2 separate regions of the Mus musculus genome follow, and region 2 is linked to region 1. Evidence: chromatin contacts called from public promoter capture Hi-C data. All regions are on one chromosome and are shown on one strand. Each heading gives the region's core, a stretch centred on a gene start, on an enhancer-like site or on the middle of the called end of the contact. The rest is flanking DNA. Distances are from core to core; before and after follow the strand shown. Region 1 holds the start of Ccl20 (chemokine (C-C motif) ligand 20). Region 2 holds the start of Daw1 (dynein assembly factor with WDR repeat domains 1).

Region 1 (5,504 bases), core at 1,353-3,852:
GGAGAATGGCTTCCAATTCCAAAAGTGCAACCTTTCTGTTTGTTTGGATAAAGCCCAGGCTGTGAGGAGCAGAAGTAAAGGGGAAAGCTGGGCAGAATTAAGTGAAGATACAATTTTTTTTAGGAAATACTTATGTGTGTTGTATGATTTAATATCTTCAGTATACATACCAATAAGTAATATATGACTCTATCAACAAGTACCTTTCAATTCTTTTATTTTCAATATATTCTTATAATTCTTTTCTGTTTTATAAGAAAATCATATCAATTTAAGAAGCAATTAAATAAACAGAACATTAAATATCTTTACAATAGCTTATTGTTGACAAAAAGGTCCATATAAACTATTCCCTTAAACATAATATTAATCCTTCCACTAAGCGCCCCCATGGATTGTGGGAAATTAACATTAAATAGCTAAACATAGAAAATTCAGATCTATAAATAACATAAAATACAACTTAACTCTAATGTGAGCTTAAATATGACACACTATGATGCAATATGAATCAACTTCATCCATTGGACAAGTCCACTGGGACACAAATCAGGTCTGTGCAGTGATGTGCAGGTGAAGCCTTCAACCCCAGCTGTGATCATTTCCTCCTTGGGCTGTGTCCAATTCCATCCCAAAAAAGCATCAGTTTTTTACATCTTCTTGACTCTTAGGCTATAATAAAAGAGGAAAAGCGTAAATTGTGAATTGATGACTAGATGATAGGAATGGCTTTGGTATATCACATCTTCTTATGAGGGATTTGAGTCTGAGAAAAGATGGCTTTGCCCAACATAACTAAGCTAGTTAATGAGAGAAACGGGATGTGAACACTTATCTAACATCTCTAAATTCAGTATCTATGGCACAGTAGTATCAGATACCATCTATTGATAAAATGCTACATTACTGACATAAGCCAGTATCACTGGACTCTTCATAATTAAATTTATTTTTCAGGCTTTAGCAACCAACCAAGTGTCAGGAAGTATGTAAATGATATAATGAGGAAACATCTTTTCCACAAGAATCAAGTAGCTATTGACTATCAGCTGCACAGGGAATTCTAAGACACCTTGAGAGACAAGTCATTAAGTTAAAATAATATCAAAAATGATGATGGTGTTGGCATACAACTGCAAAATGCATCCTGTGCTTGCATGATCTAACTCAAATCCCCCTTCTAAAGTTCAATGTCACTAGGCTGAAGAACTCCAGCAGACCTTTGATCCACTCTCTGCTTCCTTATCCCCATCATTTGGAGAGAGACTGCTTGTCCTTCAATGATCCATACCTGAGGAGGTTCACAGCCCTTTTCACCCAGTTCTGCTTTGGATCAGCGCACACAGATTTTCTTTTCTTCGTGTGAAAGCTGAAAATCAAAAATTAAAAATTTTCACATGCAGTGAAATTTCCATGTATTCCTGAAGGAACTGAATTTAAGTTGGTGAATAACTTACATGATAGCATTAATGTCACAAGCTTCATCGGCCATCTGTCTTGTGAAACCCACAATAGCTCTGGAAGGAAGAGGCGTCTGTATGTACGAGAGGCAACAGTCGTAGTTGCTTGCTGCTAAAAGGCATAAAAAGGTATTAAGTCCACAGGAATGAATTTCCATGTCTTTGAGCTCCACTTTAACATAGTTCCCAGTTATTTTTTTTAATCGTATGCTGGGATGTTTTGGTTTAACTAACACAATTCACAAGACCATGGCTTCTCGCCATCTCTAGTAAGAAATGCAGATACTTCATTGCAATTCACCATAGTCTTTCATCTTTAGAATATAGAGGGAACTCCTATATTCTCTATCTCCTATATTCTATATGACTATATCCTATAATCTTGCCCAAAGCACTCCAGGGCTGTTGTATTGGCTGGTGGCACTTAAGTCAGGTTCATAAAGTTCACCACATGTTTCCAGCCATGCACCTGTTGCAGATAACAATATAATAAAGCAATACTTGGGCACGCCTCGAAGTTAAAGTCTAACCTGCTGTAAGGTACTGGATAAATGTTATCTTAAAGTTGGAGAACAATGTCCTTCAGGCCTCATGGGGACACTAAGGTCAACTGTCATAGTCAGAACTTTAAAAATAAGTTATGGACTTTACTAACATTACTTGGTTGGGAGATTAAACAAAAAGCTGGCGGTGAAATGTTCTACGCATTTCTGAATGACCATATATATCTTGAAATACACTCTAGCGCATCACTCCCAGAAATGGTACTTGGGTCTTGTCCTGAAGTTTAAGTGTCCCTGAAAGTCCATCCATCACTCTTCACATCTGCTAGGATTGATGGCAGAGAAGAAACCTGATTGCTAGCATCGACTCATTTCTCCTCTTATCTATGAGCCAACCAGTCTCCCTGACATATTCCTTAGCATGCTGCTGTCCTCAGGGAACCCCTAGATATGGTCCAGAGGACAGAAGTCTCCTGTAACCAGCAGAAGGCGCCACCCTTACCTTCTGCCTGGCTGCAGAGGTGAGCCAGCAGTACCCATGCCAAAGCAAGGAAGAGCAGACGCTTGCCACCGCAGGCCATTCTCAGCTCCAGGAGTTGATGTACTCAGTGCTGGGTACCCAGTGCCCTGCGAGTGCTCCTGTGCTCCAGCACCAGCCCTTCTTATAGCAAAATACTGGGAATGTACACAAGAAGGCGTGTTCTCACCCGGGGTTTTCCCCCATTGATTAATCTGCCTCATCCTGTCACCACAAAGAAAACCCACAGGGAAAACTTCCTGCCTTTTCCTACTGTTGAGAAGGTGTGAAGGTCAGGTGGGGGGTGGGGAGGGCAGGGGAGGAGGGAATCCTGTTAATTCCTCAGGATGTAGGAGGAAGAAATGCAGCTCAGACGAGTGGCCCAGAAATGGCACCTGTCCAGGTTTAACTTAATCTCTCTCTCTCTCTCTCTCTCTCTCTCTCTCTCTCTCTCTCTCTCTCTCTCTCTCTCTCTCTCCCTCCCTCCCTCCCTCCCTCTCTCTCTCTCTCTCTCTCTCTCTCTCTCTCTGTGTGTGTGTGTGTGTGTGTGTGTGTGTGTGTGTGTGTGTGTGTGTTGGAAAAAGAGGGACAGACTCTGAATGGAACATATCATACTATCATACTCCTATTGTGTATCCAGTCCTAGAGGGGAAAGATTAGGTGGGATGCCAGACGTGCTGCAACACATGCTTGTGATTACCTGGTTGGTGTTTAGCTGTCATAAAAGTTTCTGAATTTCTAGAATGACATCCAGAACAGGTAGAAAAACAACATGACAGAGGTGTCCCAAACTATTGTGGAAAACACCAGTCTCAACCCGCCACTTCACCTTGATGGCATATCAACTTCTCTACAAATTGTTTATGTTTGACGGCAGCCAAGAAAAAGTCTTCAACCAGACTTTTGTTCTTTGTGTTGATATATTTAATGCAGAGCCTAAGGGAGGGAAAAGAGCAAACACTACCAGAAATGGCCAATCTGAAAAACAGTCCAAAGATGGTGGTGATGATGTTAATAACATATTGGGATCTCTAATGTGTGATAAGACAGAAATACCATATAGAGAACTCAAGAAAACTGAGTGGTAAGAGAACCAAGAAAAAGTAAATAAAGACACCTGGACTAGACATGATAGGTGATAAATAAAACAGACAATGTTTCAGATAAGGAGGGAGTCTCGGATTATTAAAGAATCTATTCATTTAAGATTATAGAAATATATATGAGGATATTATTAATATATACACACCAAGCAACTGTATCACTAAATATATGATATAAAAACTGACAGAGCTGAAGAGAGGAGGAGAAATCTTCAATAGTCCAGATTGAAGACTACCATTCATACTTGTCAATAATTATCAGAAAAAGTGGGCTGAGAACCCCCCAAAATAGAGTACCTAAGCAGCACCCCAAACCCACTAGACAATAAACATCTCTAGAACATTCCACCCAGAAATAAGATGGTCATTCCTCTCCATTGTGGATGAAAGATTCCCTAAGATAAATTATGTGATACATCACTAAAATGTCCAAATAAATTCCTAAAGTGTTCAATAATATATACTGTGGGTTTTTGTTTTTGTTTTTTATTTAACACAACAAAATCAAACCACCAATTAATAAGAGAAGAAGACTTGGGGATTCACAAACTTATGAACATTGGTTGATGTACTACTAAATAACCAACATGTAAAAAAGAAATCACTGAGAGTAAAGAAATACTTTGAGATGAGTATTTCAAAATTTAGGGGAGGCTGTTGTTAGCATTCTTTCTAGGCTCTGCCCCACAGTGGCCAACAGTCAGGTATGCCTGACTCAGTATAAAAGGGGCTGTTTGCCCCCCCCCCCCACCCCAGTCACTCTCTTACTCTCTTCCCTCTCTGTCCCTTCTCTCCCCATTTTTTCCCTCCCCCTTGTCTCTCCACTTGTTTATAGCCAGTCTTCTCTCTCTCTCTCTCTCTCTCTCTCTCTCTCTCTCTCTCTCTCTCTCTCTCTCTCTCCCCTCACTCTCTCTCTCCCTCCCTTCCTCCTCCTTTTCCAATGCTCCCTCCCATGCCCTAAGTAAACTCTATTCTATACTATACCCGACCTGTGACCAGTACCTTAGTGTGAAGGGATGTCCCAGCATGGGCCTGCAGAGGCACCCCCTACCCCCACACCATACCGAGCCTCTACCAAACATATTTCTGGTTCTTTCTTTTTCATAAAATCCAACAGCTGTAAGATCAGTGAGCAAACACCTGCATTTAAACCAAGAAGGGTGCTAAGCAATAAACTTACCTTCTGCTTCAAGACACTTTAAAAGTAGAGCGAGCAGAACCCAAGGCAATCAAAGGGACGAAATGATAATGACTAGGGGGGTAGGGGGGTGTAACTGTGGCACAGGACAGCAAAGCAGTGGAGGAAACTGATGTGACCCAAACCTTATTCTTAGTCATGGTAGACAACAACAGTGAAATTTAACTATGATTGCCAGGAAGACAGCAATCCCCTCACAAATGAGAGCTCTTTCCTACTGACTTAAAAGTAATTAGAATTATAAGGGGAGACTATAGACAACTGTATGCCAACCAAATGTATAACATGAGCAAAACTGATTTAGAACTAGAATAGAATACTTGAATAGATTTAAACAGGGTATCCTATTAGTAACTATAGTTTTCCTTCACCACAAAAATCCCAGGTTTCACTGAAGTTCTGTCAAAGAAAACTCGCTGTCAGTCCACCGCAGCTTTCACAAATAAGCCAGGAGAGACAATTTCCAACTCAGTCTGTGAGTACAGTGTTGACCGACAATAATAAAGTGAGAGAGAGAACTCAAGAGCAAAGAAAGCTACAGGTCAGTTCCTCTCAGGAAAACAGACCTGAGAGGGGTTGGAGAGATGACTCAAAGCATGTCCTGTTTTGCTGAGGGCCCTAGCTCAGTTTCCAGCACCCAAGCTGGGCAGCTCACCTCTAACTCCATCGTTAGGGGAATCTGACACCCTCTTCTCATCTCACAGGTACATGCATATACATAAT
Region 2 (5,504 bases), core at 1,707-4,206, 43 kb before region 1:
TGGTCTCTGACCAACAGCACAGAAGTCAGCAGGCCATAAAGTGCGAGTGACAGACGTCTCCCCTAAAGATGAGTAATGGTCTTCGGAGCAGAGAGTCTGAAATAACCATTTAGGGGATTCTGAGTGAGGTTTGCTTCCACAGATAGCAAAGAGGCCACCAAGTTGTTAACAAAATCCACTTTCGGGTTTCTGGATGGAGTTCAGGTATTTGACTTTATCTCTTCCACTGAGGAGACAGCCCGGTGTGATTAACACTTCTGGATCTCTCGGTGCTTCTCTTCGAGTACAAGGACCTCTGTGTCCCCCAACCTGAGACATAACGAGTGGATTCAGAAACATGGAGGTCAGTGGGGAATCCTAAAATGTACAGACTCCAGAGCACGGTAACAGTGAAAAGAGGAAAGGAGCTAAAGACAGAAAGGAGAAGGTCAGAGGACCTGGCGAAGTTCAAAGCAGCCTTGCACTGAAGGGAAGGGACAACAAAGGTGGCAACTGAAAGGTCAGCAGAAGTGTGAGGTAAGTGCTGTTGGCTGACAACTTGATGTATCCAATCGACTCACCCCAAAGAAAATGTCTAATGTGTTGGGAATTGGCTGCTCAGGCTTCAGAGACTACATTCCTAGCCTGAGCTCCACAGCTGAGGGATGGAAGTGAGGTGATCATTTATCAGACTCTCTCCTAGACAAACACCATCACTAGAAGCAACTTTGGAGGGAGAGGGGGTTGGATTTCTCTGGCTTATGCACCCCTATAACCGTCTGTCAGTGCAGAGAGTCCAGGCAGGAGCTCAAGCAGGAGCAGAGACAGGAGTCAGGGCAGAACACTGCTGACCGGCTTGCTTCGCATGGCTTGCTCAGCCTGCTTTTTTATACAGTCCAAGCAACTGCCCAGGGTTAGCACCAGCCATAATGGCCTAGGTCCTCCCATATCAATCATTAATTAAGAAAAAGACCATGGAATTGCTTATAGGCCAATCTGGTGTGGGGGGACAATTATTAATTGAAATGCCCTCTTACCAGATGACTCTAGCTGTGTCCAGTTAAGGGAGGAAAAAAAAAAAAACCTAACCATCACAGTGTCATGATAAATATAACAAAAGCAAAAAAAAAAAAATGCTATACAGGAAGTCAGTAAGAGATGTGGAAAAGGTAGGTTTCTCTGGGTCAGTTACATTGGCTGAAACAAAGTAAAGAGAAGCTAGGCATTGTGAGGTTTAGGGGAAGCTCTGTCCAGAAGGGAGACAGTGCATGACAGGCCTTCTTGTAAGTTTTAGAAAAATAGGTCAGAGACCTAAACTATAGAGATGGCAGAGAGTAAAGTTCTAGAAGTCGACAGAGCAGCCTGGGCCATTTCTTTCAGACTGTAGATCTTATTCTAAGCCTAACAGGAGCATACTAGGCGATTGTTGGAGGTGTTGGGTTCAGATTCTACTGGCAAACGGTAGATGAGACTCAAAGCCAAGAAAGCACTTGAGCAGACCCTGAAGTTTCCCAACAAGAGACGGACTGGGCTGGAGTGTGTCAGCAAACGGAAAGGATGCTGAGTCGAACTGGGAGGGGAAAGAGGGCTGAACCGAGAGATTCACCAAATGTTTTGGAAGTAGAGCTGATATAATTTATTGATAGATGGAAAAGACTGAGCAGAGAGGAGCAGTAAGTGGTGTCAGGGCGAGTAAAGGATTGTCTGTGTAGCTTCTGAAGAAAATAAATACAAAATGCTGAACCTATGACCTGCTGACAGGGGACAAAGCACAAAAGGAACAAAATCAGGATGGCCTCAAAGAAAGAAATAACAGCCTTGACTATTAGACATTTTGGCTAAAAAATGTTGGCTGCTTTGCTGAGGCAAACGAGACACGTGCCCTGAGATTCCTCAAGTTCACACCCTTAAAACTGTCATGCTGAAACCAGGACAAAGTGAATTCACTTACTCTACTCTGAAATCTCTGCAGTTTCTTTACCCAAATGTTTCATTGAGCCGTTGTAGTCAGCCGTTACCCTGAGCCAAGTTTTAAGGGCTTTGTTGTCAATTACATTTATTCATTTATGTTATGTGTATGTGCACACGCACACATGAGAGCCACAGAACATGTGTGCAGAGGTCAGAAAATAACTTTCCTCACTGCGGCCCTCCCCACCCCACCCCTGACCCTTTTATTTTTAATTTGAGTTTCGAGAAGCTGAGAGTTCTCCTCCTATTTTGTCCTCAACAAGTTGTATTTCAGTTATTCTCTCATGGTGAGCAAACCCCACCCCCCTCCCCAACACATAACTTATGACCACCAGAAAAGCATACCCTACTCTAAAACAGCAGCATTTCGTGGGCTTATTCACAATCACCACGTTGGAATCAAGGATTCTGGCCTTCTTTAAAGGCACATGGCGAGGCGCACAAAGCAGGTTACCTTGGACGTTCATATCATAAACTGATTTCCTACTGCAGCAAACTGGAGAGTGTGACAAAGGTGGCGCGCTCAGTGGAGTATGAGTTTTTCTTTTCATGTGTCCTTCGCTTTAACTTGATCATTAAGACTTTAAAATAACAGTAGATTCATCTCTGTTGTTCCAGAAAACACTGTCCCAGGGTGTCACTGTTCACTACCCCTCGGCCCCTCCCTCCTCAGACTCATAATTTACTAGAAAGCATTTAAAAGTTTAAAGACTTTCTCAAAGAGTCACATAAAGGACTTTAAGGAACAGTGGTCGGCAGCGTATGAAAAGGTGGGTGACCCAGACTGGGGAGCTCTAACTACCTGTCCCAATTGGTCACTGAGACCCGGCTACTCAGAGCCCTTCCTCGAGTCCCCGCCCCCTCCTTCGTCCCAGACCATCCCAGAAAGGGAAGCCAGGGCCCACTCGTGGGAACCCCGTACCTGGTGGGTAATAGCGAAGCAAGAGGCTCTTAAGCTTCATTTTCCTACTTTCCTACCCTGAGGGGCTTCGTAGCCATGGAAACTAACAAACAGCAGTAGGACGCTAAGGCGCGTGCGCAAGTTTTTCTGGGCGGGTACAGGGGAGCCCAGCGGCAGCCCAGAGCTGGGTAAACTCAGCTTGCCGCTCAGCCATAGCTTGCTGTAGCAAGCTATCTGAGGAGCAGCCAGTGTGTCCCAGTTTTGACATTGGTCCACCACATAGAAAAGAGTTAATTCTTTAACTGTTTAAATTTTCTCCAAATCGACTGATTATCTTAGCTTCTTTTAGAGTGTGATAAAAAGAGTAGTTGTGGAAAATAAAATGTTCATACAGTTTTCAATAAAGAGCAAATACAATTATGCAATTTTTTTAAATATCCCAGAAATTTATTTGATGTTCGCTTGAATACATTTTATATAGAAAGATTGTGATTGATTGTTTGTGTTTGGAGCCTCTGGTAAATCTCTGAACCATAAGGGTGCCATTCCAGAGACATGAGCAATGGAAACTGTAAGCCCAATATTAGGACTGCTGTTGAAGATTTGTCTCTGGTCAAATCAAGCCACTCCCTTAGAAAAATACTTGAGGTGTTAGAGCCACTATGTGAAAACAGCTGACATGAAGGAGGGCATTTAGATTCTGGCTTGTTGAATACTTAAATACTTGGAAATAAAAATATTCAGCTTTCAAGTTTCCAATACTGGAAAACTTTCAAGTCTAGGGTTTGCAGCCAGGAAGGGCTGCCTCGTACTCTGTAAATTGGACTGTTTTCCAAAATGTCATCTTCAGCTTTGGCTTCCATTTCTTCTGCATCGTCATCTCCATCCACTTCTGCATCTTCTCTTTCAAGCCGTTCCAGCTGCCTTGCACGTTCAGTCTCATCTGTATCTGTGACCACTTTGGGCTCCATCTGAACACTGAACACTTCCCTCTTTTTTTAATTAGATATTTTCTTTATTTACATTTCAAATGCTATTCTGAAAGTTCCTTATACCTTCCCCGCTCCCTGTTCCCCTACCCACCCACTCCCACTTCTTGGCCCTGGCATTCCCCTGTACTGGGGCATATAAAGTTTGCAAGACCAAGGGGCCTCTCTTCTTAATGATGGCCGACTAGGCCAACTTCTGCTACTATGCAGCTAGAGACACGAGCTCTGGGGGTACTAGTTAGTTCATATTGTTGTTCCACCTATAGGGTTGCAGACCCCTTCATCTCCTTGGGTACTTTCTCTAGCTCCTTCTTTGGAAGCCCTGTGTTCTATCCTATAAATGACTGTGAGCATCCACTTCTGTATTTGCCAGGCACTGGCATAGCCTCACTCGAGACAGCTATATCAGGGTCCTTTCTGCAAAATCTTGCTGGCATATGCAATAGTGTCTGGGTTTGGTGGCTGATTATGGGATGGATCCCTGGGTAGGGTAGTCTCTGGATGGTCCATCCTTTCATCTTAGCTCCAAACTTTGTCACTGTAACTCCTTCCATGGGTGTTTTGTTCCCTATTCTAAGGAGGAATGAAGTATCCACACTCTGGTCTTCGCTCTTCTTGAGTTTCTTGTGAACACTCCCCTCTTCTCCTCAATCTTCTCTTTGATGACTGCCATAGCCTGATTGAGGACAGAGAGACTATGTCATCCCCAGTGTCCTTCTTTTCATCACATACCTGGGCAGAACTATTAGATTAATCTTGATGGGCATGGTTTCTGTAGAACAATTCAAACCTGCCCTCAGGGCTTCTTTTACAGCATCATTGCCTTCATAACTATAGCAAGTTACTTCAGTATCTGCTGTCATAGTCCACAAGAGAGGATACAATTCAGAAAGTCCTGCCCACAATGCATTATTTGACCCAATCCAAAAGGCAGCACTGCCCCCACCCCATTCTCTCTGGGTCAGCTTTCCGTTACTATAATAAAATACCTGAAAGGAATCAACTTAAATGATGAAGGGCTTATTTTGGATTATGGCTTTTGAGGTTTGAGTCTATGGTTGACTCGGTCACTTTGGGGGTCTATCCTTGAAACATCACAGCATGTTCTACAGGAGGCTATCCACCTCATTGTGGCCAGGAAGCAAACAGAGGGAGGGGACGGGAAAATTAAGGGAACCCCTAAATGTTCTCCTTCTTCCAAGTAGGCCCCAATTCCTTTAGCTGCTACTAATTCCCAATAGACAATTAAGCTGTGACTCCCTTAATGGTCAATCTATTGATGAAGTTAGAGTCACCCAGTCACCTCCAAAAGACCCTGTTTCTGAACACCACTACATTTGGGGCCCAAGCCCTCAATACATACCTCTTCAAACCCAAACTAAACATACCCTTCAAGTTGAATCCCAATTTCTTCAGGGCCAAGACCTCCCAAGAAGTCAACAGGCCTTTACCTTGGTCTCTGTATGAGAACAATTATTCAGAAATGGCACACTGAGTTCTATTCAGTTTCCAAAACCATAGTAGTCCTTCCAAGGACCTCTTATATTAGGGACATTAGGGTCCTAATTCAACAAACCAGAACCCTTGACAAATGTCCAATCTAAGTTCTCATATGCCATTTTCCTAGAAAACTATTGTCTTCTAGTTGTGTACAAACAGGTCAT

The links. Promoter capture Hi-C pulls out the DNA fragments that hold promoters and counts their contacts.
Region 2: a promoter capture Hi-C map of the HPC-7 cell line shows a contact between it and region 1, with 2.0 times the contacts expected there. The contact joins the promoter of Daw1 here to the promoter of Ccl20 in region 1. A contact is called at or near these places in 9 of 39 promoter capture datasets (the 3T3-L1 cell line, 3T3-L1-derived adipocytes, the HPC-7 cell line and 4 more), 3 of 484 Hi-C or Micro-C datasets (adipose-derived mesenchymal stem cells, cranial neural crest and nephron progenitors) and 2 of 9 other capture datasets (adipose tissue and liver).

The regions. Positions count from the first base shown.
Region 1 is chr1:83,113,864-83,119,367 of GRCm38.p6, reverse strand. It overlaps Ccl20 (chemokine (C-C motif) ligand 20), which reads right to left and starts at 2,602. Exons shown (of 4, transcript NM_016960.2): 1 at 2,466-2,602; 2 at 1,458-1,572; 3 at 1,292-1,369; 4 at 201-672. The coding sequence starts at 2,544. The coding sequence ends at 651.
Region 2 is chr1:83,157,207-83,162,710 of GRCm38.p6, reverse strand. Daw1 (dynein assembly factor with WDR repeat domains 1) reads right to left here and starts at 2,956. Exons shown (of 13, transcript NM_001372244.1): 1 at 2,873-2,956. The coding sequence starts at 2,912.